Linked DNA regions of Sus scrofa: region 1 is linked to region 2. Evidence: chromatin contacts called from public targeted proximity ligation data. All regions are on one chromosome and are shown on one strand. The core of a region is the stretch at or near the end of the contact, and the rest is flanking DNA. Distances in the headings are between cores, read along the strand shown. Region 1 overlaps EXT1 (exostosin-1). Region 2 has its middle 7.2 kb from the start of EXT1.

Region 1 (5,102 bases), core at 1,201-3,700, 200 kb before region 2:
AGGAAACTTCATAAAAAAAAAAAAAAAAAAAAAAAAAGCTTTCAATGAAAGGCCGCTCAGCTTTCAAATCCAGTCCTAACAATATATGGTGTAGCCAGGGGTGGGGCACATGCCTTAGAAAGGAAGCCACTGTCCTTTTGCTTCAGGCTGGTGAACCCAGAGGTGCCTTTAGCACCTCCGGTCTTTTGATCTGCTTGTAAAGGCCCTTTCAGGGCCCCTCAGGGGCCACTCCAATGACAAGGGAGTACTAATGGAGCTGGCAGAAGAGACAGGAATGTATTTAAATTTTGCTACTTTATTATCCTCTAAAGACTCCATAATTCTGCTCCACATGTTTGGGAAAGGTGGCCCATAACACCTTTATGGGAAGGGGTGGATTTCTCATTGAAGAGGACCCACCAAAGGCCAAGGGGCAGAGCTGATTGATTTAATTGCCTTTTTCCACTATCTATCTGTCCCTTACACAACTCACGTTAAAGGGGGTGGGGGCCAGATTTAACAAAAGCCCTATTGTGGTGCTGGAAAGGGAGACCTCCAATAAATTCTTGATGACCAGGTGACCAGGGAGAGATGTCTTGTCCAGAAGAAATGGGAGGACAGCTTTCTTCATCCTGGAACCATAGCTCTCAGAAAAGGTATTCATTCACTCAGTCCCCAGATACTCACTGAGATACTTCTTGGATGCCAGGCACAGTTTTGGACTTAAGGATATCGTTGTGAGCAGGTTGACGTCCTTACTCTCAAGGATGTCACATTCCACTGGGGACAGCAGTACAGGGAAGACTTCCTAAAGCAAACTGAACATATCAAGGCCAATTTATGACTAGAAGAGACAGATTGGCTTATTGTCCAGCCAATATTTATCATTAAAGTCATGGATTACAGCAAGAAGCTTTTCGGAAAAGCAAAATGGAATAGACAGCTGTCAAGAGCTGGGCACTGAGGCTGGAGAGAAGAACAAGCTCGGGATGCTCGAGGAAGAGAGATCAGTGTGGCTGGAAGATAAAGGAGGTGGGGAAATGGGGAAATAGTGCAGCTGAAGTGGGAGAGGCAGGCTGAGGCCAGGTCTCCGAGGGCCTTGTAGACCACAGTCATGGGACCAGATTTAATTCCAGTGGTGTAGGGAAAGCTTTTGGGGTTTTAAGGAAGGTTCCCACATGACGATAGACTAAGATTGGAGTTCTCCCCAAATAATTACCATCTGGGTGTCCCTAGCATATCCCTTTTTCCCTCCGCCCTCGTTTTCCTTATGGGCAAAACCACGGTGGCTGGAGAAAAGTATCACCAGTTCTTGTGTTGGTTCATTCTGTGACTATTAAGCTTTTCAGAATTACATCACTAGCCAAATCCTGAAATTTACTGCCGAGAGAAATTCCAGCCACGTAATACGTCATACCTTGAAGATTTCTTACATTGGGATGCTAAAACGACAGACATCAATTACGATAGGAGGATGTCGGCTATAAAACAAAGCAGAGATTAGGACTGAAAAAGAGCATTAAAATGAATAATCACTGTCAATGTCATGAAAGATGTGGAAAGACGGAGGACTGTCACTGATTGGAGGCTAAAAAGACATCAAGACTAAAGGCAAGGTGGTATCCTAGATTGGATCTGGGAACATTAAGAGAAGCAGTGAAAAAATCTGATGGGATCCAAATAAAGTCTGCAGTTTAATTAATAGTATTGTTCCAATGCTAATTTCCTAGTTTGAATAATTATACCACGGTTATATAATACGTTAACTTTAGGGAATTAAAGGGTGAAGGGTATAAAGGAATTCTCTACACTATTTTTGGAACTTTTCTCTACGTTGCAAAATAAAAAATGAAAAAAAAAGGAAGGCTGATTTGCAGTCCTGTAATTGCTGGCAGCATATCTCTTAAACACTTACTTTTATTTTTTATGTTTATTTTTATTTCTTTATGTAACACTGTTAATGATTTCAAAAGAAAGAAAAGCACAGTTGGATGTAGTATTCATTGGCCATCATTCGTTCACTGTTGTCATTTCTGAGATGATGTCCCCTTTCCTGGAAACTCCTGCTAGAGAAAACTTCAAAAATGAATTCACTTATGAGACATTCAGCATGGGGCCCAATATGTTTTCCCCATGATAAGCATCATCGACATCCCTTTTCCTCTAAAGAGGGTGTCTCCACCATGGATTTAAATGCCTCTGCCAGACTCACATCAGTTTCACAAGCCTCAATAAGGCCACGCAAGTCAAGGCGTGGGAGGCCAAGATGAACTGCTAAGAAGATAAAATCACTCCCAGGAGAAAGAGGTATCAAAACAAGAGTGTGTTCCACCAACTGGCCACCTCCTCCTGGGACTTACTTGTCTACTGACAGGCTCTTTCCTCTCCAGAACCCCAGGGAAGACGGTCCACCCAGTGTGGGATCTGACCACAGCTTAAAAGCACAACACCCTCTCACTCTGAGAGCTTGAGAGGCCATAAGTGCATCCAGTTCTGCTTTCTTGCTACTCAGAACTACAGCCTGGCAATAGATACAATTGAGGTATTGTGACAGCAAAGGAGGAAAATCAGGAAATGAAGGGAAGGAGGAAGAGGAATTGGTGGGGGCAGGGGGAGAAAATGAACTGAGAACCGGTCTCTGCTTCATGTATGTTATGCAGTTTAAACACCACTACAGCCTTGTCAAGTGTCACCCTTGTCATTTTATAGATATGCTGACCAGGGCTTAGAAATGTCCAGCTACATAACCAAGTGTTTTGACTCCACCTGGAGAACCCTTTCTGCAAGATCATGGCAAGGTCCACAAGACCCTGGACTAGTGAAACAATGTAGTCCAGAAGTGCTCTGGGGTGCATCTGAGAAACAGCTTTGCTGTAGGTGTCACCAGTACATGTAATGAAACCACCACCAGGCTCGTGAAGTCTACCTGTGAGATGCCAGGCTATAGGAATGGATGATGCCGGAAGGGATCAGGGAAGAACTTGGACCCTGGAGTCAAACTGCCCGAGGCTGATGGCTGAATCCAAGACTCACTGGCTGAGTGATTCTGGCAAGCCACTGGTCTTCTCTAAACTTCATCTTCCTTGTCTTTACAATGGGCATCAGAGTGGTACTTGCCTCTGGGTGCAAGTGGGTGCTTTGCATAGTAAGTTCTTTATAACTATTAGGTTCTTTCATGATTAACTTTCCCCAGTTGTGTAATCAAACCAATGGCAGGTACAGGTCACAGAAGAGATGAGCCTTAGGTAAGCCTTAGACACCAGCTCTTCCCCAGCATGTGGCGGAGCAGGCCAGGAAGTATGTTGCACTAAGCATCCACTAAGCAGAGACTCCAACACATGCTTACTCTACCCATAATCACAGAAGAGATGAAATTCAGTCTGAATGGCCTGCTGACTCCCCATCCAGTGAGTAATTGAGAATAAACACCATAAATGGAGCACTTAAGAGAGGCAAAAGTCTACAACTACTGTCAGCAAAAAGCAACAAACACTTAAGAGCCCCAAGCCAATCAAGAGCCAAGAGCAAATGGGGACTTCTCTCAGAAAACTGGCCATGGGGAGAAGAGTCCAAATTTGACATTTCTCATACGCTTTGGGGGGGAGCCTGTAAAAAGCATTCTCTTTAACATCTGTTCCCTTTTCATGACTCGGTAAAGAGTACCAGGTTCCAGGATACCCAGCCTCCCTCAGATTGAAACCAAGAAGGACCCTGGAGAGGCTTCCCAGGTAGAAGCCCCACTGTGTCCCCCACTTCTTGTCTGGCATTCTCTGAGTTCCAAAAAGCAGATTCAAGCAGTTAATGATTAGAACAAGAGTCACAGGCCTCCTGGTTCCTGCTGAAGTGATAAAGATAATCACCTGACACATATCTTTGCTCTACAGAAACAAGGACCCCTCCCCCGCAGGCTGGTTAAGGATAGTGACTGCACTCTGACCATAAGAACATGGCCCCCTGACCATGTGGAACCAGAAGGTCAATGATTAAGATTCCCGAAACATCACCCTGTTACCTTACCACCAACCAATCAGAAAAAAAAGTCCATGAGCTAATGACACATCCTGTGACCCTAAACCCTTGCCTAAAAGCCATCAGGAGTTTGGGGGCTTTTTGAGCATGAGTTGCCCATTCTCCTGGTTTGGTGCCCTGAAAATAAACGCTGAGACTGTCCACATGGTTGGTGCAAGAAGCAGAAAGAACACAGAGCCCAAGGGCCTGGGCACCTGATGGCCCTTCAGGATCTCTCTCTCTCTCGGATGCTTCTACCATGCCAGGGACTATGGGCAAAATCTCTCCTTTTTAAACCACATGGAGGATCCTTTTGGCTGCTGCCATGGGTTAAGTATAAAATGAGTAGTAGAGACCCTTCACCCAGCACAGCTCCTTTGCTAAAGAACACCAAAGAGATCTTTGTGTAATCTGTTTGGCCCTAAACTGGTTCCCAGCCAATTTATATATTAAAGCCAACAGTATTCAAATCACTATTTGAGATGAGGCCTGAAATGTTCTGTTTTGGCTGAATGGAAAACCTAAAATTATAAAGCAGAGATGCTGTGGGCTGTGTCAAAGCCAGTTTTATAGCAGAAAACCACTGTCTTCTGTGGATTTCTTTGATAGAAATGGCTTTTTTTGGCATTTCACTTTTTTTTCATGGGAAAGATGTTATTCTGGAGGGACTGAATGATACTATGTCTTGACACAGAAAAGTTATTTATACATAAATTACAGTAACTTTCCCCATGTTAACGAGGCTGTCATCCTCTTGTGTGATTTACTGCAATCTTGTAATAGAAAAGCTTCATTTCCCTGACACCTGGGTGGTAATAGGACCGATAATTCCGTGCAGCAAATGTGTGCTCCTCTCTCTGACTGGAGGTGTGTTAAAATCTAGAGTGCATTTTTAGGTCAGAGTAATTCTGATACCAGTCTCCAGGGCCCAGAGTGTCAGCACGCATGCAAGAACACAGACACAGACACACGGACACACACATACACGGCTACATCCATTACCTAGGAAACCCAGCTAGGCCTCCTCTGTCTTTTCCTTTAAGAGATTTATAATTCTCCGGACAGAGACCCACAGCTTAGCTTCTGGAATAACAACACATACATAATTAAGATGG
Region 2 (5,218 bases), core at 2,480-4,979:
TCTATTGACTCCAAAATCTAAAAAGAGCTAAAAGGTTGAAAGTAACAAATATTTAAAAAAAAAATAAAAAGGAAAAAGGAGTTCCTGTTGTGACTCAGTGGGTTAAGAACCCAACTGGTAGCCATGAGGATGCAGGTTCAATCCCTGGCTTTGCTCAGTGGGTTAAGGATCCAGCACCACTGTGAGCTATGGTGTAGGTCGCAGACATGGCTGGGATCTGGTGTTGCTATGGCTGTGGTGTAGGCTGGCAGCTGAGCTTTGATTTGACACCTAACTCAGAAACTTCCCTATGCCTCAGATGCAGCCCTAAAAAGAAAAAATAATAATAATAAATCATAAATAAATGCTTAAATTCTCTAAAATGTAACTTTAGGTTGACTGCCAAGGCAACCCAATTTTCGTAACGTTACATCCAATTTTTATTTGATGTGGGCACATTTTAATGTTTTGATGGCATGTGATGGGGTCTCTAACAGTAGACATTTCTGCTCCCAGAAGGGTTGGGAAACTCTGCAGGGTATGTGCTGACTGGTAGTAGGAGGTGGGAAAAGACAACCAAGGCCAAGGGTGTTCTGGGGGAGTGGGGAGATTCCCACCCAGGAAACAGGAGTCTGGGTTCCAGTTCCTCCTCTGTGCAGAGCTCAGGGAAACCTAGAGCAGGTGGTTTCATCTGAAAAGTGCAGGGTAGGACCTGGTGACACCTTTCCACCTGAAACAGTCAAGGTTGCCCTGTGTAGAGCAAGGGAATTGAGGAAGGGAGTCATTTGGAAGGGAGGAAGCAGGAACTCTGTTGAGAAAGGAAGGAAAATTGCACTGGAAATGAAAGGCTCTTTTAGGCATCCACCTGCAGGGCAGTCATGCAGGAAAACTAACCAAGGGCAAAACAAAGGCCGTTCTAGCACTGGACGTGTCAAATCCTATGCCATGTGCTTTGTGTACCTTGTCTCTGTGATCCTCACAAGGTGCCTAGGACACACCCTATTCCCTGTGTCAAAGGGGCAAACAGCAACTCAATCCTGGGAAGGCACTCCTTGCAACTGATCCATTCCTTGAACAAATTTATTTATTGAGCAGCTACTCTGTGTAAGGTGTGGCATCAGACACTGAGGGTATTTGTCTATAGGGCTTTGTCACTTACAACATGTTTCGTGAGAAGAATCTAGGCTAAGCATCTTCAGAACCCTGTGTGTTAGCAAGACACTATCAGTCCTACTTTCCTAGTAAGAATGTAAGGCTCTAGTTTTAGCTTTATTAGCCCAGCACTGTTGCTATCTTGCTCAGCATAAGTCTTCATTAAGAGGGGCTGGCCTGTGCACTGTAGGATGTTCAGCCACATCCCTGGCCTTACCCCACAGGTGCCAGTAGCACTCTCCACTCCCACCTGCATCCCTAGTTGACACCAAAAACCTCTCCAGACGCTGCTAAAAGTCAAGACAAAACCACCCCCTGTTGTGATCCATTAATTTAGTTAAATGACTTACCGAAGGTCAGCCGATGGCCAAGGGGACCATTTAGAATTCCACCCTCATCTTCTGACTCCTGCCAGGACTTTGCCACAACACAGCAGCTTCCTTTAGAAAATCTAACTGACCTCCCTTCTGCAAGACAGGCTCATGAAAAAAATCTCATAGATGTTAATTTTGGAAACTTTCACACACACCATTAGTATGTGCGAGGCACTAGGCTAGGCACTCAGGAACCACAGTATAAAAATTAGAGAGGGTGTCTTCTCTTACTCTAATAGGGAGATAATTAAAATAAGATAATTAAAATAACAAGGAAGTGGATAAGCAAGATAATTTTAGATAGTTCCATGAAGAAAGTAAGAGGATTGTGGCATAGATGGAGATGAGGAAGAACAAAGAGGCTTGCAGTAATAGGATGGTCCGTGAGGAGCTAACATGTCAGCTGATGTCCAGTGGATGAGGAAAGAACTCTGGGGAGAGTGTACCAGGCAAAAGGTCTGGCCAGTACAAAGGTCCTGAGGCAGAAGTGAGTCTGAAGAATTAGGCTGTGGATTTCAAACTTTGGCAGGCATGAGAACCACTAGATTTTTTTTTTTTTTTGGTCTTTTTGCATTTTTTCTAGGGCCACACCCGCAGCATATGGAGGTTCCCAGGCTAGGGGTCGAATTGGAGCTGTAGCCACCAGCCTACACCAGAGCTACAGCAACGGGGGATCCGAGCCGCGTCTGCGACCTACACCACAGCTCATGGCAACAACCGGATCCTTAACCCACTGAGCAAGGCCTGGGAGCAAACCCAAAACCTCATGGTTCCTAGTCGGATTCATTAACCACTGAGCCATGACGGGAACTCCGAGAACCACTAGATGGATTGGCTCAAACACGGATGGCTGGGCCCACCCTCCAGAGTTTCTGATTCAGTAGATCTAGGGTGTTGACCTAAGACTCTGCATTTCTAACCACTTCCAGACAATGCTGAGGCTGTGGGTCCAGGGAACCACACTTTGAGAACCATTGAATTAGCGCAGAAAGGAGACAGTTTCTGGAGTGTGCTGAGTGCAGGGAAGGTATGAGGGGTGGGGGGGATCAGAGAAGCTGCAGACACTTTAGCTTGCCCTGGCACTGCAGGCCCAGAAAAGTGTTGGGGTTTTATTTTCGGTGGGGTGGATAAGCCTTGGAGGATTTTAGGCAGGGGAGTGATATGATCTGACTTCCATTTTTAACAGTTCCCCTGTAGCTGATAGTAGGGGGAAAGTGGAAGCAGGGAGTCAAGTTTATATCTCTACTATGTATTTTCGGAAGTATTCTTTCTTCTTTACAGGAACCACTATCATAAGCCAGGATAGCAAGCCAGGAGAGAAGGAAAACTTGAAGTCCTACTTTCATGATCCGGAAACAATGACAATCAGAGTCAAGCCAATAAGTCCAGTCACTGGGCAATTAGCCTGTGATTGCCAATTAGGCAAGATAGCTTGCCTTCGTAGTTCTCAAAATCGAACATTTAAAAAAATTTTTTTAAACATATGGGAAAATATTTTATTTCTCATAATTTGTAAGCACCTATGAAATGAATAATAATATTTAGTTCCAAGGAAATCCCATTTGGTAATTGTGATAGTTTTGAGGCACAACACTGTAAATCAACTATACTTTAATTAAAAAATTAAAAATTAAAAAATAGGAGTTCCTACTGTGGCGAAATGGGATCAGTGATATCTTGGGAGTGCAGGGATGCAGGTTTGATCCCCGATCTCGCACAGTGGGTTAAGGATCCAGTGTTGCTACAGTTGTGGCTTAGGTCACAACTTCCACTCAGATCTGATCCTTGGCCAGGAACTCCATATGCTACAGGGCAGCCAAAAAAGAAAAAGTAAATAAATAGTTCTGAGTTAGATGATTTAAATTTTAAAGTTTTAATGGTTTGAAAACCGCTTTAAAAAAATTTTTTTTAACCTGTAAAAGTTACTTTCCATTTACAGTTATTACAAAATATTAACTATATTCCTCGTATTGCACAACACATCCTTTAGCCTATCTTATGCCCAATATATAATTGTGTTTTTAAATTAAGAATTTTCTCTATGATCTTAAGTCTAGTGCTTGATATAGCCCGAGGCATATATATTTATATTTAGCTGTGTCTTCCATGTGTGTTTCACAACTTAGAACTGGCAGCTATTTTCAGTGATCACACATCCTCTTGTTGGTAAGTGTTTTCTGAGGAACAAATGGTGACAAAGAAGTTGCCCTTATCTCACTCTGGATGGCATCCTAGGTGCCTTATAGAAGTTTTACTGACCCCTGGTGGAAGACACAGCCGCTCTACCTTGCTAGCTAGTCTTGGTAGCTTCTGTCTGTTTCTTGCAAAGATTCTCATTCCTTTAACCATGCCTGTGCCACGCAGCCCAAACTCCAGGAGGAGAAACAGCCATGGAAAGAAATAATCACAATAAAACTGGCTCCGTGGTATATTTTACTAGAGGAGGAAGTTGCTAAATGTGTGTGGGTCCCTATTAACATTTGTACATCCATTTATAGATGAGTAACTGAGAGAAAATGAGAAATGGAAATGTCAACGATTGAAGGTGATAAAATCAGGAAGACACCCACAATTCAAGCCAATTTTCCTCATTAGACTGTAACTTTTTTTATTATGCAATAATCTGTCAACACTCCCATCACTTAAAAAAAAAAAAGGTAACTTGTGATACCCAGTAGAATCAACTTTGTCTTACATGCCCGCAATTAGAAATTTTGTATCTTCTGGAACTTCTGGGCTACCATGGTGCATAATTATCAGTGACCACAATGCTAACCAAAAGATGCTGTAGGATCTCAAGGTAAGGTACTTGCCAATTCATCGAGGGAGATTAAATCATGTCCAGGCCTATTTCAGTGATTTAAGAGCATTTCATGATTGTCAAAATTATTTAAAGTTCGTGGTCCAGTAGAGGGGGTAACTTGTTATTGGAGTGGTGATAATATGATCTGTAGGGCTAATTATTTGAATGATGCTCCAAGGTTGTTCTATTTCTATGAATCTTGGGTTCTCAGGGTCTTAAGAGGATGTCTCCAAGCCAGTTTCAGGGAGCCTATGGCTTTTCTAAATGGGTAAAAAAGCACATCTACCAAAGTCTTCATGGCTGGGGACTGCCCTCTGGCCTAGATAAAGCATCATTCTGAAAACTTTCAATTTAAACACATCAAACCATTCCACAAATTATAAACTATACGTGACACTAGGTCCACCACAATTTATCAGCCATTCTACCTCTACTTCTGTCTCTTCAGACACTTTTATTGGTCCTTTCCCAGAGACTGATCCCTCTGTGGAAGAGCAGACAGCTCAGGAACTCTAAGAAAAAAAAGGTATGAAGAAGACTCCCTTGTAAATATATTTCAATATATTTATATGTAAATTTCAGCATCGGCTTTGTCTCTGAAAATCTGAATATTTAAATGTCACAAAAGCAAAAGCAGACTAAAAATACACATTCTGGCTTTCATGAAGCCTTGAGGAGGGACTTGGCCTCAGAAGCTTATTCTTTCTTGCTTTCCCTAGTGTTCTCTTTCACCCAGGTGGAGCCCACCCTCACTACTGGCCCAATAATTCCTCATCACACGGGAAAAATGCCAACTTTAGTCCTGTTTAAGACCAGATAAGCCCGGTTCCTTTCTTGTCCTTTTAGGCCTGTGGAAGCTTGTTGTCAATGGGAACCCCCAGGCAAAGATTGCTCCAGGCAACACTGCGGG

What was found.
Region 1: a contact with region 2 is called in a targeted proximity ligation map of alveolar macrophages. A contact is called at or near these places in 1 of 5 promoter capture datasets (liver), 1 of 47 Hi-C or Micro-C datasets (skeletal muscle) and 1 of 2 datasets of targeted methods (alveolar macrophages).

The regions. Positions count from the first base shown.
Region 1 is chr4:20,831,214-20,836,315 of Sscrofa11.1, reverse strand. All of the region lies in intron 1 of EXT1 (exostosin-1), which reads right to left. Among named protein-coding and RNA genes, the nearest start is that of EXT1, 190 kb to the right of the region's middle.
Region 2 is chr4:20,635,227-20,640,444 of Sscrofa11.1, reverse strand. No RefSeq gene overlaps it. Among named protein-coding and RNA genes, the nearest start is that of EXT1, 7.2 kb to the left of the region's middle.